3 separate regions of the Mus musculus genome follow, and regions 2 and 3 are each linked to region 1. Evidence: chromatin contacts called from public Hi-C data. All regions are on one chromosome and are shown on one strand. Each heading gives the region's core, a stretch centred on a gene start, on an enhancer-like site or on the middle of the called end of the contact. The rest is flanking DNA. Distances are from core to core; before and after follow the strand shown. Region 1 overlaps Abcc2 (ATP-binding cassette, sub-family C (CFTR/MRP), member 2). Region 2 overlaps Cyp2c23 (cytochrome P450, family 2, subfamily c, polypeptide 23). Region 3 overlaps Gm34922 (a long non-coding RNA gene).

What was found. Hi-C and Micro-C count contacts between places; a contact is called where the count stands out from the background.
Region 2: a Hi-C map of bone marrow-derived macrophages shows a contact between it and region 1, with 31 read pairs. The contact joins two enhancer-like sites. A contact is called at or near these places in 11 of 39 promoter capture datasets (the 3T3-L1 cell line, 3T3-L1-derived adipocytes, the C10 cell line and 8 more), 1 of 15 datasets of contacts at CTCF or cohesin (the NIH/3T3 cell line), 2 of 484 Hi-C or Micro-C datasets (bone marrow-derived macrophages and nephron progenitors), 1 of 115 datasets of contacts at active chromatin or transcription factors (bone marrow-derived macrophages) and 4 of 9 other capture datasets (adipose tissue, embryonic stem cells, liver and 1 more).
Region 3: a Hi-C map of bone marrow-derived macrophages shows a contact between it and region 1, with 4 times the contacts expected there. The contact joins two enhancer-like sites. A contact is called at or near these places in 5 of 39 promoter capture datasets (the C10 cell line, the HPC-7 cell line, embryonic stem cells and 2 more), 8 of 484 Hi-C or Micro-C datasets (B cells, bone marrow-derived macrophages, cumulus cells and 1 more), 1 of 115 datasets of contacts at active chromatin or transcription factors (pancreatic cancer cells) and 1 of 9 other capture datasets (embryonic stem cells).

What each region holds. Positions count from the first base shown.
Region 1 is chr19:43,829,969-43,834,664 of GRCm38.p6, forward strand. It overlaps Abcc2 (ATP-binding cassette, sub-family C (CFTR/MRP), member 2), which reads left to right. Exons shown (of 32, transcript NM_013806.2): 28 at 443-586; 29 at 2,077-2,235; 30 at 3,897-4,063. Among named protein-coding and RNA genes, the nearest start is that of Gm10768, 6.5 kb to the right of the region's middle. Within about 2 kb of position 2,628, at least 6 of the 459 cell types and tissues checked have an H3K27ac peak or open chromatin away from gene starts, as enhancers often do. A contact at or near this core is called in bone marrow-derived macrophages, where this site is marked.
Region 2 is chr19:44,006,496-44,010,785 of GRCm38.p6, forward strand. It overlaps Cyp2c23 (cytochrome P450, family 2, subfamily c, polypeptide 23), which reads right to left. Exons shown (of 9, transcript NM_001001446.3): 8 at 529-670. Among named protein-coding and RNA genes, the nearest start is that of Cyp2c23, 21 kb to the right of the region's middle. Within about 2 kb of position 2,601, at least 23 of the 459 cell types and tissues checked have an H3K27ac peak or open chromatin away from gene starts, as enhancers often do. A contact at or near this core is called in bone marrow-derived macrophages, where this site is marked.
Region 3 is chr19:43,629,173-43,633,587 of GRCm38.p6, forward strand. All of the region lies in intron 1 of Gm34922 (a long non-coding RNA gene), which reads left to right. Among named protein-coding and RNA genes, the nearest start is that of Gm4311, 11 kb to the right of the region's middle. Within about 2 kb of position 1,884, at least 50 of the 459 cell types and tissues checked have an H3K27ac peak or open chromatin away from gene starts, as enhancers often do. A contact at or near this core is called in bone marrow-derived macrophages, where this site is marked.

The DNA.
Region 1 (4,696 bases), core at 1,378-3,877:
TTTACCTTTTTTTTGGTTTTTCGAGACAGGGTTTCTCTGTATAGCCCTGGCTGTCCTGGAACTCACTTTGTAGACCAGGCTGGCTTAGAACTCAGAAATCTGCCTGCCTCTGCCTCCCGAGTGCTGGGATTAAAGGCGAGGGCCACCACCGCCCAGCTGCATCTTTAGCTTTAAAGAACAACTTTCAAGTCTCACATGCTCTAACCCAAAGGACTTAATTTCTTCAAATGTAAGAGGAGGAAACAGTTTTCCTAAATGGTGGTGCCGTTCTAGAAACCCATAGAGCAACCTTGTAGGGTATCTTATTGAATAAAGTCAGAAAAGCCCAGTCCACTCAGGTAGAGGTCCCCGCTACCCTTCTGTCAAATGCTATGAGTCCCACGGCAGCTGTTGGCTGGACTGCTTACCACGTCCAGCGTTTCTCATCCTTTCCCCTTGCCAGGCGCCGTGGGTGACCGACAAGAAGCCTCCGGCAGATTGGCCCAAAAAAGGTGAGATCCAGTTCAACAACTATCAAGTGCGGTATCGGCCGGAGCTGGATCTGGTCCTGAAAGGGATTACTTGTAACATCAAGAGCACCGAGAAGGTGGGTGAGAAAGACGGCTCTGCTTGGGAGGACTCAGGGAATAGCCGGGCACAGAAGGAGGGTCCCAGGCCTTCGCCGTTTGGGTGCAGGGAGAGAATGGGGATTCTTCCTGTACTCTGGGAACGCAGAAGGGACCCACCCGGAGGGCTGGATCCTGCCTCCCTGCCAGCCCACTGGGGCTCATTTCCTGTGCGGGCTTAAGGTGTGAAGTCTCAGACCTGGACGCAGAACTGCTGAGCCTAAGCAGGAGAGAGTCTAGTGTTCTGGTCTTTGAAGTTGAGTACACTCTTACAGGTCTAATGGAGCAAAGCTATCCATCAATTAATCAACCTGGGCAAGGGGGCTGAGGACCAGGGGTGACCCAAGGCTCATCTGGTGACAAGTCTTTCCTTCCCGCTACTAAAAGTCAAAACAAACAACCCAGTTCTCCCTTTGGCAGCTCAGATACTCAAATCAGAGCATCATGGGCAGATTAGCATGGCCCCCGAGCAAGGAAGGGGACACACAGATCCATGAAGTGCTCCGCAGTTTAGAGCTGGAGAGTTAGCCATCCCCAAGGAAGCACACGGCAGATGTCCGTCCCTGAAAACGTACATACACGCGGCGTTACACAGACCACGCAGCTCACGCTTAGGGATGTACGTCTGTGTATTCATGTGAATATGTGCATTACATATATGCGTGTAGCAACAGTTAATGAGAAAAGAGACAATGGATTTGAGAGATAATAAAGAAGGGTGTGTGTGGGAGGCTTGGAGGGGAGAAAGGACGGGGAGAAATGTAATTATACTCTCAGAAGACAAGAGAGGTAATACAAAATAAATTATTACATTTTTATTTATTTTGTGGGTGTGCACATGCATGTGTGAAGGACACAGAACAACTTGTTCCACCGTGTGGGTTCCAAGGGTTGAACTCGGGTCATTTGGCTTAGCAGCGAATGCCATCACCTACGGAGCCATCCCAAAGTTCCTTTCTGTCTACTTAAAAAAAAAAAAAGATATTTATTTTATGTGTGTGAGTACCCTGTCACTGTCTTCAGACACACCAGAATGGGACATCAGATCCTATTACAGATGGTTGTGAACCACCATGTGGTTGCTGGGAATTGAACTCAGGACCTTTGGAAGAGCAATCAGTGCTCTTAACCACTGAGCCATCTCTCCAGCCCTCTGTCTACTTTTTAAATGAAATCTTTTTTAAAAAGGGAATAAGCTATGACTGTCAAGATTGGCGGTGACAACAATGGAGAAGAGGGTTTGTCTATTTCCAGCGGTCACGGTCTTCAGCACACAACTCAGGCGGAGTATGGGAGAGCCATTTTTTTTCTTGACATCTGGGCATTTTTTCCCTCTCACCAAAACTAAAAGCCATTTGATATATTTGGTATGGGGTTCTTTTTATCACGTGCGATTGTGAATACATAGGCTAAATTTTTTTTCCTCCGAGAATTGCATGTTGAAGTCGATGTAAATGAACTATATTCACAGGTCGGTGTGGTGGGCAGGACCGGAGCTGGAAAATCATCCCTCACAAACTGCCTCTTCAGAATCTTAGAGTCTGCAGGTGGCCAGATCATCATTGATGGGATTGATATTGCCTCCATTGGACTGCACGACCTTCGAGGGAGACTGACCATCATTCCCCAGGTTAGTTAACGAGGATTTACTTGGGCACACGCAGTGGGGAAACACTGACATGCATTCAATTACAAAAACAACTCTGGCAGTTGTATTGCTTAGTTTTCTTGTCATTGTACCTGTCAAGAAACAACTTACAGGAGGAAGGGTTAATTCGGCTCACTGAGAAGGGGCACAGTTCTTGGTGGTAAGGCATAGCAGTAGGCATGTGGGACGGCTGGTCCTACTGTGTCTGCACTCTCCAAGTGTCAAATATAGACACTCTCTCCCAAAAGTTGACTATCAAGATTCATCTTCATACCACGATTCCAGACGAATTCCCCGAGATTCTGTTTCTCGACTAAAAAGTTCTGTATTTTGCATGTGACCGGTGGCTGCTAGAAGCTACCAGTAGGTGGCAGCAACGCGCCAGCACTCGGATAGAGCAGATGATTAGTTGGCGTTTCTGTTAGCCCATCAGGGTTTGCTGAGACCTTTGTAATTAGCAGTAGCAATTTTGCCGCCGAAGCTTGAAGTCATTAAGCTTTATACTCCTCATTTGATGCGGCTAAAAGATAGAGGAGGGAATTTGCTGCGGGTTTTTGCCAGCAAGCGGAACATTCATCGTATCAGCAAGAAAGACCTCCCTTTGGCTTGCTCTATGGACCCCACCGAGTTAAGAATTGCCACAGAGACCTCTCCACTCACAGGAGGCGGAGAACCATCGCTCCCTCTGCACTGTGGCCTGGTGCCTGTGGAGGGTTTAATGTTGCTTAGTACAATGTGACATTAGATGCCCTCTCTGTCACTCTCCCCTCTATTCCACTGAGACAAGGTCTCTCGAGGAACCTGTAGCTCGCCGTTTTGGGATTTGCTGCTGCTGCTGCTGCTGTTGCTGTTGTTTTAAGATGTTTTATTTTATGTGCTATGAGTGTTTTGCCTGTGTGTATCTAAGAGCATTTGGACCTGGCTCTCACAGAAGCCTGGCATTAAGATCATGTGTTAAGGAGTGTTGTAAGCTGCCGTGTGGGTGCTAGGAACTGAATCTGGATCCTCTGCAAGAATACTAAGTAGCAAGTGCTTTTAACCACAAGCCCCTCAGGAGGATTTTTGTCTTTGGCCTTTTAAAGGTTTTGTTTTGACTAGCTCAGTGGTGGGTATCTCCGGACAGCCTCTAGTCTCTGCTTCTCTCTCCCTCTCAGCGTGAGCACATAGGCTCCACTTTCTGCGGGATGCTGGGTACTCAAACTCGGGCTTGTGCGTGAGAATATCTTGTCAGGCCCCGGGTTTTCTTAGTTTAGTGCATTGTTCTCTGTGGCCTCTTCAAAACATAAGAGTTTCTCAGATGACTACACAATCTCTTTCTATGTCTCTTGGTCTCCCTTGTCCTAAGCCAGGAGGCTTTGTTTCAGGAAATGATGGTCTTTTCATCTGGATGTCTACAAGTGGGTCCCAGAACGGAACGAAGCAGGTGCAAACCAAGGACCACCGCACCCCCACCCCCCACCCCGTTTAGTGTTCCGGTTGCAGGTACTCGGGGCCTTCAGAGGCTTCCAAAAGCTCAATCGTGAGCCAGCTTCCTGCCTAGAGTTCATGCCAGACCACTCCTACCCACGTTCTCCTGGCCACAAAGAATGACTGAGCCCTTTGCTGACATAAGCCCTGATGGCTTCCCATTCTCCAACTTGCAGGACCCCATTTTGTTCTCTGGGAATCTGAGGATGAATCTCGACCCTTTCAACAAATACTCGGATGAGGAGATCTGGAGGGCCCTGGAATTGGCTCATCTCAAATCCTTTGTGGCTGGCCTGCAACTTGGGTTGCTCCATGAAGTGACAGAGGGCGGTGACAACCTGAGGTAAGCTACTTCTTCCACGGGCTGTGTGGGGGTGTGAGGGAGTTGTTTCTTATGTTCTGGTCTTAGATACCATCTGGCATTGTGGGATTTATAACTGTGTAGATCAAATTCCTAATGTGTAAAAATGCGATAAAAGCAGATGTTAAGCCGGGTGTGGTGGTGCACGCCTTTAATCCCAGCACTTGGGAGGCAGAGGCAGGAGGATTTCTGAGTTCGAGGCCAGCCTGGTCTACAAAGTGAGTTCCAGGACAGCCAGAGCTATACAGAGACACCCTGTCTCGGAAAAAAAAAAAAAAAAAAGCAGATGTTAAAAATGCACAGGAACACATGTTGTTATGAAATGTGCCCTTTCTGTGACATTATATGACATGAACTTACAAGTGCCATTTTAGTGGAAAAATCACAGAAACCAGAGTCTCAAGGCTCAGCAGCAACAGCTGGATCCCTGGTCCAATCTGGTATATTTGTTATGAAACACAGACTGGATGGACATGGGGACATGAAGATCCCCTCGGGCTATAAAAGGCATCTCAGTTTGAGAACCTCCAATCTAAAGGGACACAGATAAGATTTACTGCCAGCAAAGCTCTTGGGCATTGCAGAAACACCTTAAATTGATAACAGTGACTCTCT
Region 2 (4,290 bases), core at 1,351-3,850, 180 kb after region 1:
CTTATTTAGAAAAAAAAAATGCTAGTCAAATAAACACACAGACTAACAGTGAGAAGGAATGCAGGCTGACAATGCCAAGTGGGTTTTATGGCCTTCCAGTAAATATGACTGGAGGCCAAATCTGGAGAAGAAAGATGATGAAGGTTCTCTGATGGACTCTGGCTCTGAGAATCAGAAAATTAATATTATTAATAATTAATAACAGTTAAATGAAGACATTTATATCTTGGAGTGTTTTGGAAAAGTTGATATTACAAAGGAAAACCAGCAGACAAAATTTGCAACAGTTTCTTCACTGCCAAGCAATAGGTGACATCTGAATTTAATGTTTGTTTTCTTTAAGAAGTTGCAATTAGCAGCCACCCAATAGTTCCTGGATGACGAAGCTGATGTGACTGGTATAGAGACTTGAATGTCTCTAGCTAGACTTGGGAAGTTAGAACAGTTCGATCAATTGACTTTACATCAGTGGGTCACGTAAGACGTAATTCAGTGACGCTAAGAGTTGCCCAAAACGTGTATATTTACCGAGGGAGAAAGGAACAAAGTAGTCTGTTTTCTTGAAGCAGCCATTTTTATCCAGAAAGTGTCCTGGATCAAACTTCTCTGGGTTGGGAAACTCCTTTTGATCCAACAAGATGGAAGACAGAAACGGGAACACAGCGGTGCCCTGGAACCAAGAGACAGACCACGGAGGTGCTTTACCACAGTTAGCCTATAGCTCCCAAGCCACTCAAATGCTCTGAGTAACAGTGGATTTAACAGGGAAATACTCACATAGTCCCTGGCTGTCTCGGGTTACTGCTGCTACACGCGCACTTACCGGCCTGGCAGTTCTTTGTGGTAAGAGTGACAGTCAGCATTCAAGAATTAGTTGCTGAAAATCTGAGGCGGCAGCTCACAGTGCCCACACACGCGCTTTTTTTGGAGCTTCAGCCTCAAGCTGAAAGACTTAACTTTGGCATGCTTACTTTTTTTGTTGTTTTTCCTCCTCTCTGGATTCTGATGTAAGTGGAAGAAAATGAGCCGCTGAGCCTCGGGTCTGTACAATGGAACCTCGTTCCCCTCACTTGTAAAATGGCGTAATAAAAAGATCCTCAACTGAGAAAATACAAGCCTGTATATAGGGCATTTTCTTGACTAAGGATTGATTGATGTGGGGGGCCCAGCCCTCTATGGAAGCTCCGCCCTCGGGCAGGTGGTCCTGGGGCGGGTAAGAAAGTCAACTGGATCAGCCAGAAGGAGCAAGCCAGTAGGCAACACTGCTTCATGGCTTCCGTTTCTGCCTTGAGTTCCTGCCTCAGCTTCCCTCAGTGGACTGTGACCTGGGATATGTAAGCTAAACTGTAAATAAACTCTTTCCTCCCAAATTGCTTTTGGTCACAGCGTTATCGAAGCAATATAAAGCAAGCTATCAGAGTGGGAACTGTATGCGAGCTAGCCACATGAACACACACAAGGACCAAAAATGTCATCCAAATTCAACATGTAAGGAATCGGGGATTTCCCACCATCCTTACAGGGGTGGCGTCCTGTGGCTTCACTGCCGTCTTATCCAGACACAGCGTGTGCCCTGCACTGAGCATGCTGTCAGACCACACAACTCCGGAGAACGTGGCCCGAAACAGCTCAGCTGAGATGCAAGACAACCGCATGCTCTGGTCTGCAATCTTCCTCCTGTACCCACAGGTTTTCTGTGCTCATAGAAACAATGGTTTAACTATAGACAGCAAAGACTTTCAGGCTTCCCCCTTCTGTCTTCCTTCAGCCTGCAAGTCTAAAGTTAATGTGTCTTTAAATTGTGTTAGAAAGGATGCTTGGGGCCTGGAGAGGTGGCTCAGCAGTTAAGAGCACTGACTGCTCTTCTGGAGGTCCTGAATTCAAATCCCAGCAACCACATGGTGGCTCACAACCATCTGTAATGGGATTGGATGCCCTCTTCTGGTGTGTCTGAAGACAGCTACGGTGTACTTACATATAATAAATAAATACATCTTTTTTAAAAAATCTAAAAAAAAAAAAGGCTGGTTTTAAAACTTGCTGTTTGAGTCACCAACTTGAGTGCCATTATGAAATTGTTTAAAGCAATTTTGGTAGGGTAGGGGTTTTTAATAACTTCTGAAATAGCAGTAAATCTCCTCCTGCTTTTTTGTGCTGAACATTTATGCAAAATGGTGCTCTCAGCATTGACAATTATAAAATCAAAATACTTAACCAGAAAATTTATCACCAGAAAATGTTTAACGTATATACCTATTTGGTAGGCCTAGATGCAAAGGTCCTGGTAGAGAAGGGCTGTGAGTGGGGAGTGATCAAGAAGCTGTAGCCCTGATGATGACATGCTAACGGCATGCTAACGGCGGCCACTGTTTATGCAGGAAGCCTCGCATCTGCCCGACCCCGTGCGGAGCTGTTTATAAACCTCGTTTAACTCTCATGCCAATGGAAGAGAGAGGATGCGTTTTTGGCTCACGTTATATAAACAGGGAGCTGAGGATCAGAAAGGAGAAACGCTTGCTTATGGCAAGCAGCACAGCTGGAACCAGGATCAAGCTCTGTCTGGTCTTGGAGCACCCAGCTTAGCCAAAAGCTTTTCTGCTTTTACTTCCGGTTTCTTTAAACGTTTGCGCAAGAATTGGAAATGACAGTGCGGTGCAAAACTGTACTGTGCAGAAGAAGGCTATAAAGCAAAAATGTTTCTCTCTTGTTCTCTTAAATTATTTTTGACATTTACTATAAAAATAACCTGTATTTGCCTGATGTAATTGTCATCTCGGAGACTTACCGCTGAATAAGCTCACCCTTTCTAGCTCTTTCTGAGCTCTGGCTGGCTGGTTCAATTCAGCTGTCCTGGCTCCAACTCCTCTCCAAACTGACTGATTCAATTAGGCTTCTCTCAGCTTCTCACTGAATTACTCCCTCTGCTGACCTGCACTGAACACAGGAACTCAAGTCCACTACATTCATTACACTGACTCTCCACAGACCCTACTCCCGCTCACTGACATTTGGACTGACCCCCCTTGATCCTCCCAGGGCTGACCTTAAATAGCCTTTCTTCTGACAGTTGGGCGTATCCTATCTCTGACCCATTCTGTCAAATCTTTCTCCGATTTGTCACTTTGTCTGCCCCTTAATTAGACTCATATTCGGGGACTGCAGGTGTGTTCTAAAGGCCTGTCTACATTCCAGCCAGATCACAGACCTAGGTCTTTGGATGCGATCAGAGCAGCCATGTTGCTGGATTAAAATACCTTTACATTTTATCTGTTTGTTTATCCTCCTGCAGCGGTGTGCACGTGGAGGTCAGAGGGCAGTTCTTTCATTCCACCACCTGGGTTCCAGGATTGAACTCAGGTCACTAATTGGCAGCAAGCACCTTTACCTACTCAGCCATCCCACTGGCTCCTCCCTCCTTCTTCACAGGCTTCTAGCTTGATATCATCACTGTTACCAGATCATAATTGTCCCCTGGAAGATACCTTATGAAATGAAAACAAGACATGCACAGCCTGGCCCACTGTTTCCACATAGAACCTGTGGTATTACGTAGCTTGCACACTAGTCTAGTTTATAGGAATAGCAGAATTTTAAATTCCCATGGTTAGTGAGCATCTTTTAAAACAGAACATTTCTAACCCTCAGATATAAACTACATTCTTTTAGTTTGTGCTTTGAGTCAGAGTCTCAAACTCATTATGTAACTGAGGCTGGCCTTCAACTCCTGATTCTCTTGTCTCCATCTGCCAAAAACTGGGGTTATAAGTGCATGCTTCAACATCTAGCTTTTAAGTATGTATATGTGTATATATATATATATATATATGCACATATGTATGTACATATATTTATCTATTATATATAATATAATTATTAATAATTAATTCCATATCAAAATTGGAATCTATTATTGGTTCCAGAAAATATATGTATTAATATAAATACATTTTATATATGTAATATAAACATGTTATTTTATTTGTAGATAAATTTTCCCAGCCTAATACAGAATAAGTCTTTTGATTTATTAAAAATTATAATATATAAGAAATTCTTATTTTGAGGAAAATCTGCACAAAATAAAACTTCTTAGCAGTGGGGATGCTCTTCTGGAGCTGTGAACGCCTGCAGCTGTGGCCACACAGCCTCCTGCAGAGGTTACCTTTGTTGCTGCTTCCAGCAAGAATGCCTGCCATCCCTCAGGCAGGACTCTGCCAGCTCCGCCACGGTCTGGACTACACAGTGAGTTCTAGGCCAGCCAAGACTACATGGTGAAACCCTGTCTTAAGA
Region 3 (4,415 bases), core at 634-3,133, 200 kb before region 1:
GTGATTAGCCCCCTGTCTGGAAAAGGCTGGGGTGAGGGCCTTTCTGTGCTAAGTGCAGTAACCCTAGCCCTCACCCAGTAGTAATTCTAGATGGTGGTAGCCGGGGCTGGGCATAGATGGGCAGTGTGAACAGCCAGCCTGAGGAGGGAGGTGCTCAGCCCACGTGGGAGGACCATCATCTCCTCCCAGGCAGTTGGAAGCATCAAATTAAGGCTAAGTGGAGGTAAATTAGATGTGCTGGGACAGCTGCCATGAGGATAAGTGGGTCTGGATACTAAGGGAAGGTTCTCCACAGGGGAGGGGAGGCAGGCCTTGCGGCCCTGTGGTCTCCCTGCTGTTCCTCACCTGAAGCAAGATAGCAAATTGTCTTGGGCAGAAGTTCCCCAGCTTGGCTGTGGGTGAGTAAATTGGACCCACCTGAACCTCACGCTCCTTGTGAATACAGTGAGATCTTAGTACCTACCTCGCAGGACCTTCAGTGAGCCAAGGGGTGACGGGATGACTGGCTCCCAGGAGGCTTTCTGTAATGTCCGTGGACTCTACGGGCTCCACACCTACCAAAAGCACATTCCTACCTCAGAAGTCCAAGGTGCTGGAGAAATTCGGTCAGCTACCGGATGTTTGTGGTTTTTACACTGTGACTAGTGAGTATGTGCACAGGCGAGGTCAGAACCTTAATGCAGGGCTGTTGGTAACTCAGAGGCCACCAGCTAACATCCAGTGACATAGCCATTGCTACTGGGAGGCTTCAGGCCATGATGTCTTCCGTTAGCATTGAAATAAGCATGGTAAGGTATTAGGTTGTTTTTCATTGGGGGGGAAATGTGACTCACTTATAAGTCAGTGAGAAACAGGTCCTCTCATGAAAATCCGTGGTGTGTTCACCGACCATGGTGGTTTGCATTTAGGCCCCTGTCTTGTGTGTCGGAAAGAAGGCTCCCCTGGGTCCTACCCTTTTTACCTTTTCAGAGGGTGATCACCACTCAGAGGTTCCACCGTGCTGAGGAAATGGAGGGAGCAAGGTTTCTTTAACATTGATGGCAAAGTAGTTTCTAATTTTAACGTTTAACTGGTTAAATATATTTAATTATATATAATTATTTATATTTAATTGTTATAGGTAACATTAAATTGCTTATATATTGTGGGAAATGTTGCATTTTAGGCTTGGAGGAATATATATAATCTTAGGTTTGTTAATTTGTTTATTTTGAAAGGAGAAACGTATTTTGATTCATAGTCTCAAACGCTCCCTCCGTAACTAGCTGTTTCCCTTGCTCTTTAGCCTATAGCAAGGGCAATATTATGGCAAAGGAACGCTTCTCCCTTCAGAGCAGTCAGGGATCAGAGAAAGAGGCAACCTTGAGTTAAGCAGCACTCTCTGAGGCGCAGGCAGCGTTTTCTAACAAGGCAAAGGAGGAAGGGCTGCGTGGATAGACAGACCCTCACCACCCTGCAGGATCAAAGGCTCCCAGAGAGAAACAGTGTAGACACAGAAAGGACAGACACTGCCTACACCCGAGCATCTCCAGTGCGGCCTCCAGACACCAATCAAGAGAGGGGTTAATGTAGGCTCCAGCAGACGCCAAATACTAACTACATGTGGCTTAGTGTTCCATACCTGCCCCACCTGACAGTGTTGGGCAGAACATGCTGAGGTATGGAAGCACTAAAAAAAGTTGATGTTCCCCCTGTGTTCCAGGAAGTACCACCAGCATGCAAATTTCCACAGAAAATCGAGAGAGAGAGAGAGAGAGAGAGAGAGAGAGAGAGAGAGAGAGAGAGAGAGAGAGAGAGCACTTCGAAGTCCTCTCCATTCCCACTCAAGATGAGTTAAAGCTGAGTCACTGCCCTTGGGTGGCGTCAGTGTTACAGAAAGTGACCACCAGGGGGCACACATTCACCACTAGAAAGCCTTGGGCACTGTTTCCCGTCCAGAAAACAAGCCAAGATGGAAGCCTCCTGCTGGCTGGGGAGGAACACAGGCTCTTCAGAAAGAAACACAAGGTTCTCCTTTGTATGCTTTACATCTAAAAGTTATTGTTGTTTCAAATATTGACGAAGGCTGCTGTGGGGAAGCAGGATTTGCCCATTTCTTTGATCTAACCCAGAGTGGCTGCCCATATCCCAAGCTGTATTCTCTGATTGCCTGTCTCAGTGTCCCAGATTCTCACTTGGTAAGCCTAAGGCCATTTAAGTCAACGGTTTCAGACTATACTCCTAAAATGTAGAGGAAGAAAGAACGAGAGAAAAAAAGACAGACAGACAGACTAAAGCTGCTTTCTGTGAGGAACTAATGCATGTTTTACCTTCTCAACCTCTGACTGACTGATGATGTTGGCCAAATCCCTGGCTGGCGTTTCAGATTTCCAGGGCTCCCTGCTCTTCACTTCCGGCTGCTGACATGGCTACAGTCCTGGTGTGGGCAGCAATCATGGTGAGGATCCTGTTAAAGCTGAAGATGGGGCTATCTCACACCAGTCAAGGGGTGTGTGTGGCAGATTAGGGAGGGTGAAAGCTGAGGCAGAGTGATTGCTGCAAGTTCAAGGCCAGTTTTGTCTAAATAAGTGAGACCAGGGGCTGGAGAGATCACATAGCAGTTAAGAGCACTGCTAACCAAGCAGGAGCATCTGAGTTCTAATCCCCAGGACCACAAATGAGTAGAGTCTGATCACATACAACATACATACATATATATATACACATATACACACATATATACATATACACACATATACACGCATATATACACATATTTCTTATACACAGACATGCACATATACATACACACATACACTATACACACATATACACACACACATATATATACATACATTCACATATACACACATACACATATACACACATATATACATATACACACATATTCACTTACACACAGACATGCACATATACACTATACACACCTACACACATACACACATATATATATATATACACATACATACACATATACACATAGATATACACATATACATACACTGATACACATGAATACATACACATTCATACACATACACACCACAAACACATACACAGACATACATATACATACATACCACATATACACACGCCACATACATATACACACATACATACACATTACAGACACCACATACACACACACACACACACACATACTAATTAATTAATTGGTTAAAAACAAACGTACCTCTTTAGTAAGTTAAACAAACAAATAATGAGGTCCTGTCTCAAAAGGAAGGTATGCAGAGACTGGGGTGCTCACGCTTAATACATTGTTGGTGGGACTGTAAAAAGATACAGCTACTAAGTTAACCAGTATGACGGATCCTTAAAAAGCTGAACTTAGAAATACCACGTGGCCCTGAAAATGTAGGTGTGCCATATTGCCAAAAGAGTCGAAAGCGGAGACTCAAGCAAATGTGTACACATATAACGTCATTACAACATCATTCAAAACAAGCAGGAGCAGGCCGATGCCCATCAAAGCATTAACAAGCCAAGCAAAGGGCAGTTATGTGCCCACGGTGGCAAATTACCCAGCCCTAAGGAGTAGAAACCCAAAACACATACTACAATGTACAGGAGCACCGAGAACACTTTGCTAAGTGATATAAAGCAGGCTGGGAGTGGCAAATCAGTTCCACTTTCCTGAGATACCTGGAATGGACATCGTCATTGCCAACGGCTGCAGACAGAGGACCCTGGGAAAGCACTGTTGCAAAGCCACAGTCTCAGTAACGTGACAGTGATGGCTGGTGACACAACATCAATGTGCCTAAAACCACTGAATTGTGCACTCGGAAATAATTTACGTGGTAACACTTTATATTACGTATGTTTTGCAAAAATGAGAAACAGAGTACTCCTGGGTCCTACAACACTGGCTCCACGGGTTCAGGAGAAAGCACAGGAATTCTCAATTTTTAGCCCTGTTATTTTTATTTTATCTCATGTGTATGGGTGTCTTGCCTGCATGTATGTCATAAAGAACAATTATATGATGGGCCAGGACGGGTTGGTACCCATGGGTAGAAGGGGAGGGGACAATGGGGAAGGAGTGGGAGGGTGGGACTGGGAGGAGAAGGGAGAGCTTCCATCAGGATACAAAGTGAAGAAAGGGAAGGAGGGAGAGAGAGAGAGAGAGAGAGAGAGAGAGAGAGAGAGGGAGAGGGAGGGAGGGAGGGAGGGAGGGAGAGGCAGGCATAATATACGGGTGTCCCTTCCCATTCAGAACAGCAGCAGCAATAAAACAAAAAGGTAGAGGGGCTGGAGTGTTGGCTTGATATGCAAACATGAAACTCACACCCACATGAAAACTGGGCGTGGCCAAGCATGCTTGTAACCCTAGCCCTGGGGATGGAGACTTTTATCCTCTGCCTCCTAGGGTTATAGGTAGGTGTGAGCCATCA